Linked DNA regions of Mus musculus: region 2 is linked to region 1. A link is a contact called in public promoter capture Hi-C data. All regions are on one chromosome and are shown on one strand. Each heading gives the region's core, a stretch centred on a gene start, on an enhancer-like site or on the middle of the called end of the contact. The rest is flanking DNA. Distances are from core to core; before and after follow the strand shown.

Region 1 (5,197 bases), core at 1,774-4,273:
CTGTATCGAGGAAGGCTAAGACTTTGCGGTAAGGGGAAGCACTTCACAAGCATTGTAAACTCACGGTCTCGATGCTCTGAGAATGGAATTCCTCATACTAGCGTACACACAAGCATGCATGGTTCAGGATGCTAAATACTTCGCCTCTGAGTACCAAACAGAGGTTCAAAACACAGCCAGGCTCCAAAGCCCACTGCTGGTTTTGTTATTAAGTGATGTGGTCTCTCAGCATGGGTTCAGTACAGTCTCTTCAGGCTGGTAAAAATTCCCACATGGGAGCCCGCTGAAGGTTTTAATTAAAGCAAATGTGCTCTATTGGGAGTGAGATAGAATATCGTAGGAGAAACCCCAGAATCGCTTCTTGAAATTGTCAATTTCAGAGCATGAAGTGAAGGTACCGACTCAAGAAAAAGATTTTTACTGCATCAGTGAAATGAATGAACACTTTTAAGTTGCTGTGCTTTCGGAATGAGACCTCCAACGCAGGCTTGTTCAGAATGTCATACATTAGACGGGAATTAATTATGAGCAAATTAAATCTGAATAAATCAACACGATAAAAGAAACACTCGGTCATGTTTTAAGTGCTTCTGAATTTGATGAAATGTGTGATTTCCCAGTGGTATATGAATTGACTTTTAAAAATTATTTATAAGCATTACAGGTAAGATGCATTTGTTCCTAAGACATGATGGAGGCTTGAAATTCTCTTGAGAAGCAGAACTTGACTCTCTCATCCTGCATTGCGGGGCAGTAAGGAAGATGCAGGGGAGCGGGCAATCCCACCACACCTTCCCCACATGTATGTGCAAGGCGCAGTGCCAGCATGAGGCATACAGTCCCCAACAACACCGAAGAGTCCGAGAAAAGAGCGGTTTCTTGCCATGGGCTTCTTTTGTCTGAGGTTTGGTGGGTGTCTTTTTATGAACCTAATCTACATATCTTACGAAGAGCGCCACAAAGCAACAGCCTATCAGGGACACCGCAGACGCTGTGATCACCACGACGACGACACTCCCAGCCATGTTGACCAGGAAGCCCAGGCCACCTCCAACCAAGATCTGAGCCAGCTGTACCATGCAGGTGAGAGCAGCGCAGTCCACGCCTTTGCCTCTCCCCTGGTTGTCAGGGCCTCCTGGCGCTTCCTGCCCCTTCTACAAGGGAAGCACAGAAACAACCATTGGTCTACAGGGCACTAGCGCACAGGGCCAGGAGCCCGGTGGTAACTACCTCTGGGCTTCGTAGGATCTTGGTTGTAATTATTTGCCTCTGCTCTCACAGCTCCAGAAAGCCTTTGTGAAAGAACAAACTGCATTTCCATGCAGTCTTAAGCACACTGATAATGGGTTTCATGTTATTTTTAGGCATCCCAAAACAGCATCCTTCTTTAAACTTCTTTTCAATCTTTTGCAAACTTAAAAGGGATTCTTATCTTATAAACTGTTGAAAAGCAAGCAGCAGGCTACCTTTGACCAGCAGGCTACAGTTTGCTAATTCCTAACCAAGGGACTCAGGGAACTCCACTGATGCTGTTTCCCTTGTGTTGCCAGGAGGCCTCTTCCTCCACCTTTAATGAATGCATGCTTAAACATTAATATAGTCGGAATTCTCTTTGTAAGAAGTAAATAAATACAATGTTGCAGAAACTCAAAAAAGCATCAGTCCAAATCTTTTTTTCTTCCCTGGTGTTAAAAAGGCAAACATTTTCAGAAGGATGCTGAAGTTGTTTTAAACATGGAAGAAGCAAAGTTCAACCCCTTCCACGGTGTGACTATTCTGTTAATATGCTAACACTTGGTTAATAGTTAATCTTTGGCCCCAGTTGGTTCGAATTGCCATTTGGTATCTCTTACAGACTAGGTGTTGGCAGGGCAGTTTTGCAGTTAGGACCTTATTTTGTCATTAGCACACACGTAGGTGCAGGTATTGCTGTCACTGTCCCCAGGACAACAGTAACACTAACTGTCCTATTTGGACTCCTGTGAGCTAATAAGTAGGCCCTGTGCTGAGCACAGTACATATCCCTTCATATTTCCTTCACCATTGGCCTTGTATAGTGAGTGTTGCCCCTGTCCCTGACTCAGAAGAACAGCTACTGTCTGGTGATCATTCCCTCTACTCCTTTGATATATATATATATATCTCAAAGCTCACACACACACACACCTGCCTCTACCCCAAACTACTCATCCTCCTTATAACCCTCTACCCTCCCTATCCCCCCTCTCTTTCTCCCTCTATCATTCCCTCCCTCCCCCCCTCTTTCTTGCTATTCTTTGATTTTTTTTCTCCTCCCTCCTTAGCCTCCTAGGCCATGTACAGTTTGGGTTTTTTTGTTTTTCTCTTTCTGCTTTGAACTCTTCAAAATGCCTTGGAATAGTTTCTCTCTCTGACACACACACACACACACAACCCTCCTCAATGATTGAGTGACTATTTTGGTGGTACTCCTCAAATACATTCATGAGGACCACTTAAGGTCCTATCTTGGTCTGAATCCCAAGTCATAAGTGGACAGCACCTCTATCCAGGAAGCATGGTAAGGGTTAAGTCACCGTTCCAGACTGTAACCGCAAGAAATGCCACCATGCTTCTCTGTACCTTAGATCAGGGGTAGCATCACTGTGGGCATCTAGAAATGCTGCGATGTTGAAAGCTCCTTAGAGTGGTTGCAAAAGACATAGGGCCTCTTTGTCTCAGTCTGATCAAGGACTCATTTCTCATCATCAGTGAGCCTACCTACTTTAATCAGATATTTGGGGTCACTATCATTGTCCTAAAATTCAAAAGGTGCATAGGGATTCACAGCAAAGAGAGAACTCTCCTAGCTTTGTAGTCATGTTTGCATGGTTATACTTGTTTAAGCATCCTTCTGCCTTCCTTCCTTCCTTCCTTCCTTCCCTTATCCTTGAGGTAAATTCCCTTTGTCACCCACCTCTTTCTCCTCTTCACGGTGGTACTCAGCAATGAGGTTAAAGGGCACAGTGTACAATGTGCTGGACATTACACCAAACATAGAACAGAGGACCAGAGTAGAGTACACATTTGGAAAGAGTCCTATGAATCCTGTTCCCAGGCCAAAGAGCAAATATCCCATGAAATAAAGGCCTTTTAATCCAATGTAGGAGACCATAGCTTTCTGAAAGTCTGTAGAGAGAATAAAGGGGGGAAAATTACAGCTGGCAGTGCCGCACAATATCTAATAACTTCAGATAATCCTTTCTTTTGAAGATGCACTTTCCTTTTTAGACGACTTCCTTTGATACTGAGTCAGAAACAAAATACTTCCTTATCTGTGTGCCAGAAACAGCTGGCTTTGGGGATCAGTTTTAAATCCTTTGCATAAAAGACAGCATGAAGTTGCCTTGCTGACTCTACTGTCCATAGAGAAGAACAACGTACTGTTTAGTAGCCAGCCAGATATCAAAAGAATATAAAAAGGAGAGGCAGAAAAGAGACCCTTGGTGATGGGACCAGGGATGAATGACACAGAAGAGTCAGGTTCATTCTGATGAGAGTGGTCAGACCCAAGAGTACCCGATGGACAGTGTATGCTTATCCTGATCCCACGACCCAAAGTTAAGTTAGAGATATTAAAATAGCCAAGCTTCTCAGAACAATCTAAGTCACTATTAGTTTCTTAGCCCTAACATGAAGGCAGTCTGTCCAGGTAAAAAAGATCCGAGGTTCTCTGTAGACATTTGCCTATCTTGTCAATCCTACAAGATCTGTGAAGGGGATCCCACACCGCCCTATCATAAACTTCTCCACAGAGACAAGTCTCTTAATTGTTTATCATCTCAGCCTCCTTACCTAAAAAGTAGGAATAAAATATAGTTTTTTTTAGTGGAGGCTGTTAGTCAGAATCAAATGTGGCAAAGCCTATGAAAAAAATCACCCAGCCCAATTTTGGCATATAGATGATCCCCAGTTAGTGTGGTTACTGCTATTTTACTGACTTCAGGGAAGGACAAAGACAGTTAACTTTGACCTTACTTCTCCTCTTAGCATATATTTATACATACAAATTATAAGGAAAGAATTATCTCCTCTTCTTTAGTCTATTGGATCATGTGAGCCAGAGAATAAATGGCGCATGCTTGAGATGTGCTCATTGAGATTAAAGGTTGCTTAGCCACTGGAATTAGCCATTGGGCTTACACATCACAGATAAGGAATAAAATCTCTATTGTGAATGGATCATTTATGAAGCAACACACTGTCTCGGGTCACTGGATAGGAGACAAGCTGTAGAAACGACAAGCAGACCACGTTGCTTCCCTTTTGAAGTGCATTCTGTGCCTCGAGTGCTAAGGTTGGAGCAGTGCAGAGCTAGGTCAAACTCGTAATAATCCTTGACAAGCTTGCTTGTTTCATATTTATGCATGTGCAGAGCACCGAGTCTAAGGCGTCTTGCTGCTCAAAAGATATCAATGCACAGCTCTTATCCAGGTGTGTAGGTAAGCCAGTGAGAGGTAAGGAAAGAAAAAGAGAGATTTGGACACATCTCTATCAACTGTAGAAAGGTTGAAAGTCTGGTGAAAAGTGCCTCATTCATGAGGAGATGTCAATTCACCTCTTCAAGAACTAAATTCCCTTGCTTCTGCTTCCCATGACACCCGAGTTGGCCACAAACCTCAGTAGTGCTGTCTTCGTGGTAGGAAGAAATTACGGGGTTAAATTTTAGGCATGAATGCTAGCACAGGAAAAGGAGGTCAGCTCTATCACAATACCGAGTTATTGTAGTAACGGCTAGACGGCTATATCTCGACTGCAGTGCAGATGAAGTTTTCTAGGGCTATTTCCCACCAGGGCATCCAGGTTGCCCTGTGGCACTCTAGGTAGCTGGAGATGCTAGATCTTCACCTGATGCTGTGTGCTGAACTGAGAAAGAGTAGCAATATGCTCTGAGGGGAGGTAAATGGTGACTTCTGCCAATGGTGGGTGGAGAAGTAGGAGGAATACTTGAATAATATCGCAACAGAAGCACAATTTAAGGTAGCTGTGGGAAGAACGGGGGAGCATCTACAAATTGGTCAAATCATCTATGAAATCTACAAGACACCTATGAAATGGTCCTGCTCCATCCAGCAGACCAGGAAGCTTCTGGGCTCCACATCTTATCCGTCCAACATTTTACTATCTTATTCACAAAATTTCCTTTTCTTTTCTAACAAGTTTCCCAGAATTCCGCTGG
Region 2 (5,197 bases), core at 1,552-4,051, 1.1 Mb before region 1:
TATCATAACTGTTTCTAACCACAATCAACATTGTTAGTATTGTTACTTATTCATCTTCCTCAAACATTAGCATTATTACACATAAATTCTTGTGTTTAAATACCAGTGATTTTCACTTATGCCTCTGTAAAAAGACATAATTAGTTCTGGTGATACATGCAGTTTTAAAAAATCTACTTAAAAAAAAAAAAGACTTATTTTACTTCTCTGAGTCCACTGTAGCTGTCACTGCCACAGCAGAAGAGGGCACTGGATCCCATTACAGATGGTTGTGAGCCACTATGTGCTTGCTGGGAATTGAGCTCAGGACCTCTAGGAAGAGGAGGTCAGTGCTCTTAACCACTGAGCCATCTCTCTAGAACCAGGATTTACCAAGCTTACTTAAGCTGGTATTCAACATTCTTAAAATACTGATTGGATTGAAATAATTTTAAAATCTATAGCCCTGCATTTTGGGGGAAAAAAAAAAAAAAAAAACCTTTAAAAACTCCAAACACTCCTGCTCCCAATTTTCAGTACCTAAATAGTTAAAATGCAAATCTGTCATTCATTGAATGCTAAAAAAACAGAAAAATATTGTACAAAATGAACAGAAAAATTTAATGGTTAAACACAGCATTTTCTAGAACACATGTTACTCATTAGCAATAGATTTTATGGGCACAGAGGCCATTTCCTAAGAAAAAAGAAATTATTTTGTTTGACTATGTTTTCTCCCTTCACAAGACTTTGCTTGTTTCACATCTAAGTCTGTAAAACAAATAACATGTTAATGTCTGAAATGTCCCATGATTTTGCTCTGAAGATATAATTTCAGTCATTTTTCTCAGCACTGGCCTGAAGAGACTTTTAAGCCACCACCTTAAGATTGAGGCTTTCAACAATCAGTAAAATACCTATGTCAGTAATATAATAATTTACAATTTTAACACCTTTTTTAAAAAATGGGGGCATTTCATCTATTTGATTGATAGATTTTTTTTTCTTTGTCAGTAATATGTAAAACAGTATCTCTTGTAGTAAATTGTATCATAGGATTCCCTAAAATGAAGTAACTTTTTTTTCCTTTAGAATTTTCAGCCCCCAATTATTAGCCAGTATCCCATTTTACAGAGGAAACTCAAAAAATATGTCCCAAATGTCATAAAAAATCACAAAGATACTGTTACTAAAATTTTGTTTTCCAATGAGCCTCTTTTAAATACATGACTCTCCTAAGGTAAATGGGATGAAAAAGCTATCTGAATTTAACCATGATCCTAAATATGCTAAGGCACACATAAAACTGTATGCTTACTGCATGAACCAAGCGACTAGCTGTCTTACTCTGATTCATGACGGTCCAATAAATACAGGGTTTTGCCTCTTGTTTCTGCGATAAGATGTATAAGGAATTACAGCTACTTTAGCAATGACAGCTATCTGGAGGTAGAGGATTCATCCCAGGCACCACAACTACTCGGTATACAGTCACTGGCATTTTCTTTTTCCCCGGGCGGGGCGAGGGGCAGGGGGGAAGACCTCAAAGGAGAACCACCGGTCCACTTGGAGCCGTCCTCAATGGCTCCAAAGGCTACACACGCATCATCTACCCTAGGAACTTCGCACATCTTTTTCGGTCTAACAGCTAAACGATTCACAGGTGGTTGGCATATTAACATCTCCGCGAGCAAGAAAACCCAAAGGGAATGAGATGGAGGCGATGACGCTGGCAAAGTGGCAGTTAATCTGAGGGGCTGGGGGCAGGGGGGTGGTTGGTGGCGTCGGGGACCCAGGGCCAAGGGAAGGTACCGACAAAGACCTGCTGTGTGATCTGGGCTCCGGGGGCGTCGCGGTAGAGGCCGCTGACTCCGCACTCCGCGCGAGGCCCCTCGGCTCACTCTCTCTCCATTCCCCGAGCCAAAGGGAAGATAAGAGGTGGGGGGGTGACAGGGTGGAGGCGGGGACCCGGGAAGCCGAGGGGCCGCAGCGGGCGGCTCGGCTCCGCTCCAAGGCCGCGGGAGGCCATTTTACCTCCGGGGCCGTCCAAGGCCCTCCACGTCCCCAACCCCTCCGCAGTCATCCCTCCCCCGTCTCGGCCCCTCCGGGGGCCGCTGTCCGCCGGAGCCGGAGGCCGAGTGCGACACGGCAGGGAAGGGCGGGTGTGGGGAGGGTGCGGGGGGCTCCCGGCCGCGCCTGCCGCGGGGACCCGGGCTCTCGGGGCGGTGCGGCGGGGGCGGGGGCGGATGCGGCCGCGGGGCCGGAGCGTCGGCGGGAGCCGGACCGCGGGGCGCGGAGGGAAGAGGAAAAAGGGAGAAGGCGGGGAGCCGTTACCTATACTGGGCCGCAGCCGCCGCCGCCGCCGCCCCGCTGTGGGTGAATCCAAAGTAGTTGCCGGTCGCCATTTTGGCATCTTCCCCCAGCCGGCTGGGCACTGCGGCGGGCACGGAGAGTCAGGTCCCATGGCGGGAGGGCAGCCGTCAAGGGGTCGGGGTGCCGAGGGATGGCAAGGGAGAGAAAAGGGGCCGTGAGAAGCCGCCCTGGCCGGCGGGGACCGCGGCCGCGCCGCCGTCCGCCTCCCTCCCCGCACTCCCTCACTCACTCGCACGCCCGGGTGGCGGCCGCCGCCTCCTCCCCGGAGCTGGCCCCAACCCCCGCGCCTACCCGCCGCCCAGGGCCGGGGCAGGGCATGGCAGAGGCCTCCACGGGCCACATTTAGACTCACCATAGGTGAAAGAAACTACAGGGCATATGGGAATCATGGGCTCGGGCTGCTGCTGCTGAACTCTGAACTCTCACCCGCTGCCTCCCTCCTCTGCCCCACTCCTCCTCAGCGGAGAACAGACCGCCGCCGCCGGCCGCACCGCGCAAGCGCGCTAGTGCGATGCATCCTGGGAGATGTAGTCCTTACGCCCCGCGCCAACCCCCCCACCCCCCACCCGGGGGCTGGCGCAGGGCCCCCCGAGGAGCGGATTTCTGGGGTGCGGATGTGGGGTTCTCTCGTGGGACTACGGGCCCGGCCTTATCCTAAGCGATGGTGACTCGCACCCGCTGCAGGGAGGCTACAAGGCGGAGGAAGAGCGCCTCGCTCGGCCGCGGGGGAGTCGGGCAGCGTGACCAGATAGCGTGACGTCTGTTGGCCTTTTCGCCGCCTTACTTTTTCACCGGTTTCCTTTACTTTTGCGGCTGCGTTTGTTCTCTCTTTCAGCCCTCCTCTCTCCTTTAATTTCCATTAACATTTGAGCTGGCCTAATTCCTGTTGCTTGTCACTGGCCTTTGGAAAGGGGAGGAGACAACGATGGGGGGGAAAAGAGCAGAGGAAGTGCTGCACCAAGCATCTGCCCAGAACCCTGCCTGTCACAGGGGTCACACATTTTGCCAAGACCCCGCCCCACCTCACAGACAAGGAGCCTTTCAGGGTCATGTTGGCGGCCCCCAACAAGGTGTTGGGCGTTGTAGATGCCAGAAACGAAACGTGACATGTTGTAGGAGCAAAACAAAATCCCTGTTCACATGGAATTTTTGTTCTGGGAAGTCTTATGACACACTAGAGCCAAAAACATAGAAAATGTGGTGGGTGGGACTGGAGTATTAGGAATAAAAACAGGACAATGAAGATAAGGGGAGTTCGGGCGGTTAGGGCAAGCCCTGGAATAGAGACCTGACAGAAGCAAGAAAACCACCCAGGTAGCTACCTGGAGGAAGGGCAGTGGAGAAGTCTATAGAGTATCAAGGAAGTCACTCTGGCTAGAACTGAGTGCGGGGATGACCAGTTCAAATGTCTTTGTGAGAGTCTTAGATTTCCTGGGTAGAGGGGCATACACCTATAAATCCCATCATTGGAGAGGCTGAGACAGGAGGATTTCCCAGAGTTCTAGACCTGCCTACACTACAGAGGGAGACAGTGTTTCAAAATAGAAACTACCCACCTATTCACTCCTTACCTGAGCTTCAAAAGAGTGCCAGGTCTCCCTGGGTCAGGATCAATACTTTATAAATAGTTCTTTACTGCATGCAACTGTGTCTTCATTACAGATGCTTTAGTGTTATCTCTGTATTGTCTCAGGCCATTTTCAGTCACACCTCCCCCACCTCCACCCCCCCCCCCCCCGCCCATTTCTTTTCTACTGCTAGGGATGGAGCTGAGATGACCTGAGCTAGCGATCGTTCTCTCTCTCTCTCTCTCTCTCTCTCTCTCTCTCTCTCTTCTCTCTCTCTCTTTCTCCTTTAGTTAGGGTCTTGCTGGCTGACCTGGAGACCTGGCACTCACTATACTGCTTCCGCTGGGCTCTCCCTCCCCTTCCATCCCCTCTCCCAGCCACTCCTGGACTGATTTCTGTCGTCTTGCTCTTACCCTGCCTCCACCAAGGCCTAGGAAGCGCTGCACCTCACCTCTCACCTGCCTCGTGGCCATCCAGCAGCCCCCTGCTGCTTATCTCTTAAGTCTGATGAGCCTTAAAACAGTCAGAGTGAATCAGAACTCACCCGTGGAAATCAGCGCTTTAGTCTACCTAAGGCAAACATTGCCTCAGTCCCCACTGGCGTCAACCCCCACACCTCCTACAACAGTACAGGTTCTGAGAACCTGCCTGGTTTGTCTTTTTTCTCATTTCAAAGGGAAAATGTAGGGCTTTGGGGGAAAATCAGTGTCATTGTTTTCGAGAACACTGATGGTTCCCAATTGTGTTGCTAAGGGGGAAAAAAATCTCCTACATATGGGGCATTAGAACTGTGTTGAAAAGGTGACTTGCCTTGAACTTCACGGAACAATGAAGTCTCTAGGCTAGCTAAGCAGCCAGCTGCTTCCATAAGCCTCACCACTAGTAAGCTATTTGCATTAAATGGGAGGAGAAGAGTCGGGTGGCAATTGTTGATTTCTGTTAAGGGCTGGCTTTCTGTTTGGCTGCTTGTCTTGAGAGGATAGAGTTACAGTGTTGATAACTTACACTGAACTGAAGTAGAAACTGGCTTCTTGGTGGTGATGGTCCTTCGGGGTGTGACAGGCTAGCCTATAGTAAGTACTTTAGCTTGCCCTCACCTTGTTTAGGAAAGATGTTTGGAGCAGACTGAAAGAAAAAAAAAAGATCTGGGTCTTGGGGGAGCTAGCAGGGGGATATTCTGATTAATGTTATTTAACTTTTTGGAGCCTCTTAAGATAGGAATAACAGCATCTTCTTCATATGGGCCATTGAGATGGCTCAGCAGGTGAAAGTGCTTG

The links. Promoter capture Hi-C pulls out the DNA fragments that hold promoters and counts their contacts.
Region 2: a promoter capture Hi-C map of liver shows a contact between it and region 1, with 3 times the contacts expected there. The contact joins the promoter of Zfr here to the enhancer-like site in region 1. A contact is called at or near these places in 5 of 39 promoter capture datasets (embryonic stem cells, hippocampal neurons, liver and 1 more).

Annotation. Positions count from the first base shown.
Region 1 is chr15:11,023,672-11,028,868 of GRCm38.p6, reverse strand. Slc45a2 (solute carrier family 45, member 2) reads right to left here. Exons shown (of 7, transcript NM_053077.3): 6 at 2,936-3,147; 7 at 1-1,154. The coding sequence ends at 930. Among named protein-coding and RNA genes, the nearest start is that of Rxfp3, 12 kb to the left of the region's middle. Within about 2 kb of position 3,023, at least 4 of the 459 cell types and tissues checked have an H3K27ac peak or open chromatin away from gene starts, as enhancers often do. A contact at or near this core is called in liver, where this site is marked.
Region 2 is chr15:12,115,455-12,120,651 of GRCm38.p6, reverse strand. Zfr (zinc finger RNA binding protein) reads right to left here and starts at 2,801. Exons shown (of 20, transcript NM_011767.2): 1 at 2,705-2,801; 2 at 2,314-2,413. The coding sequence starts at 2,741.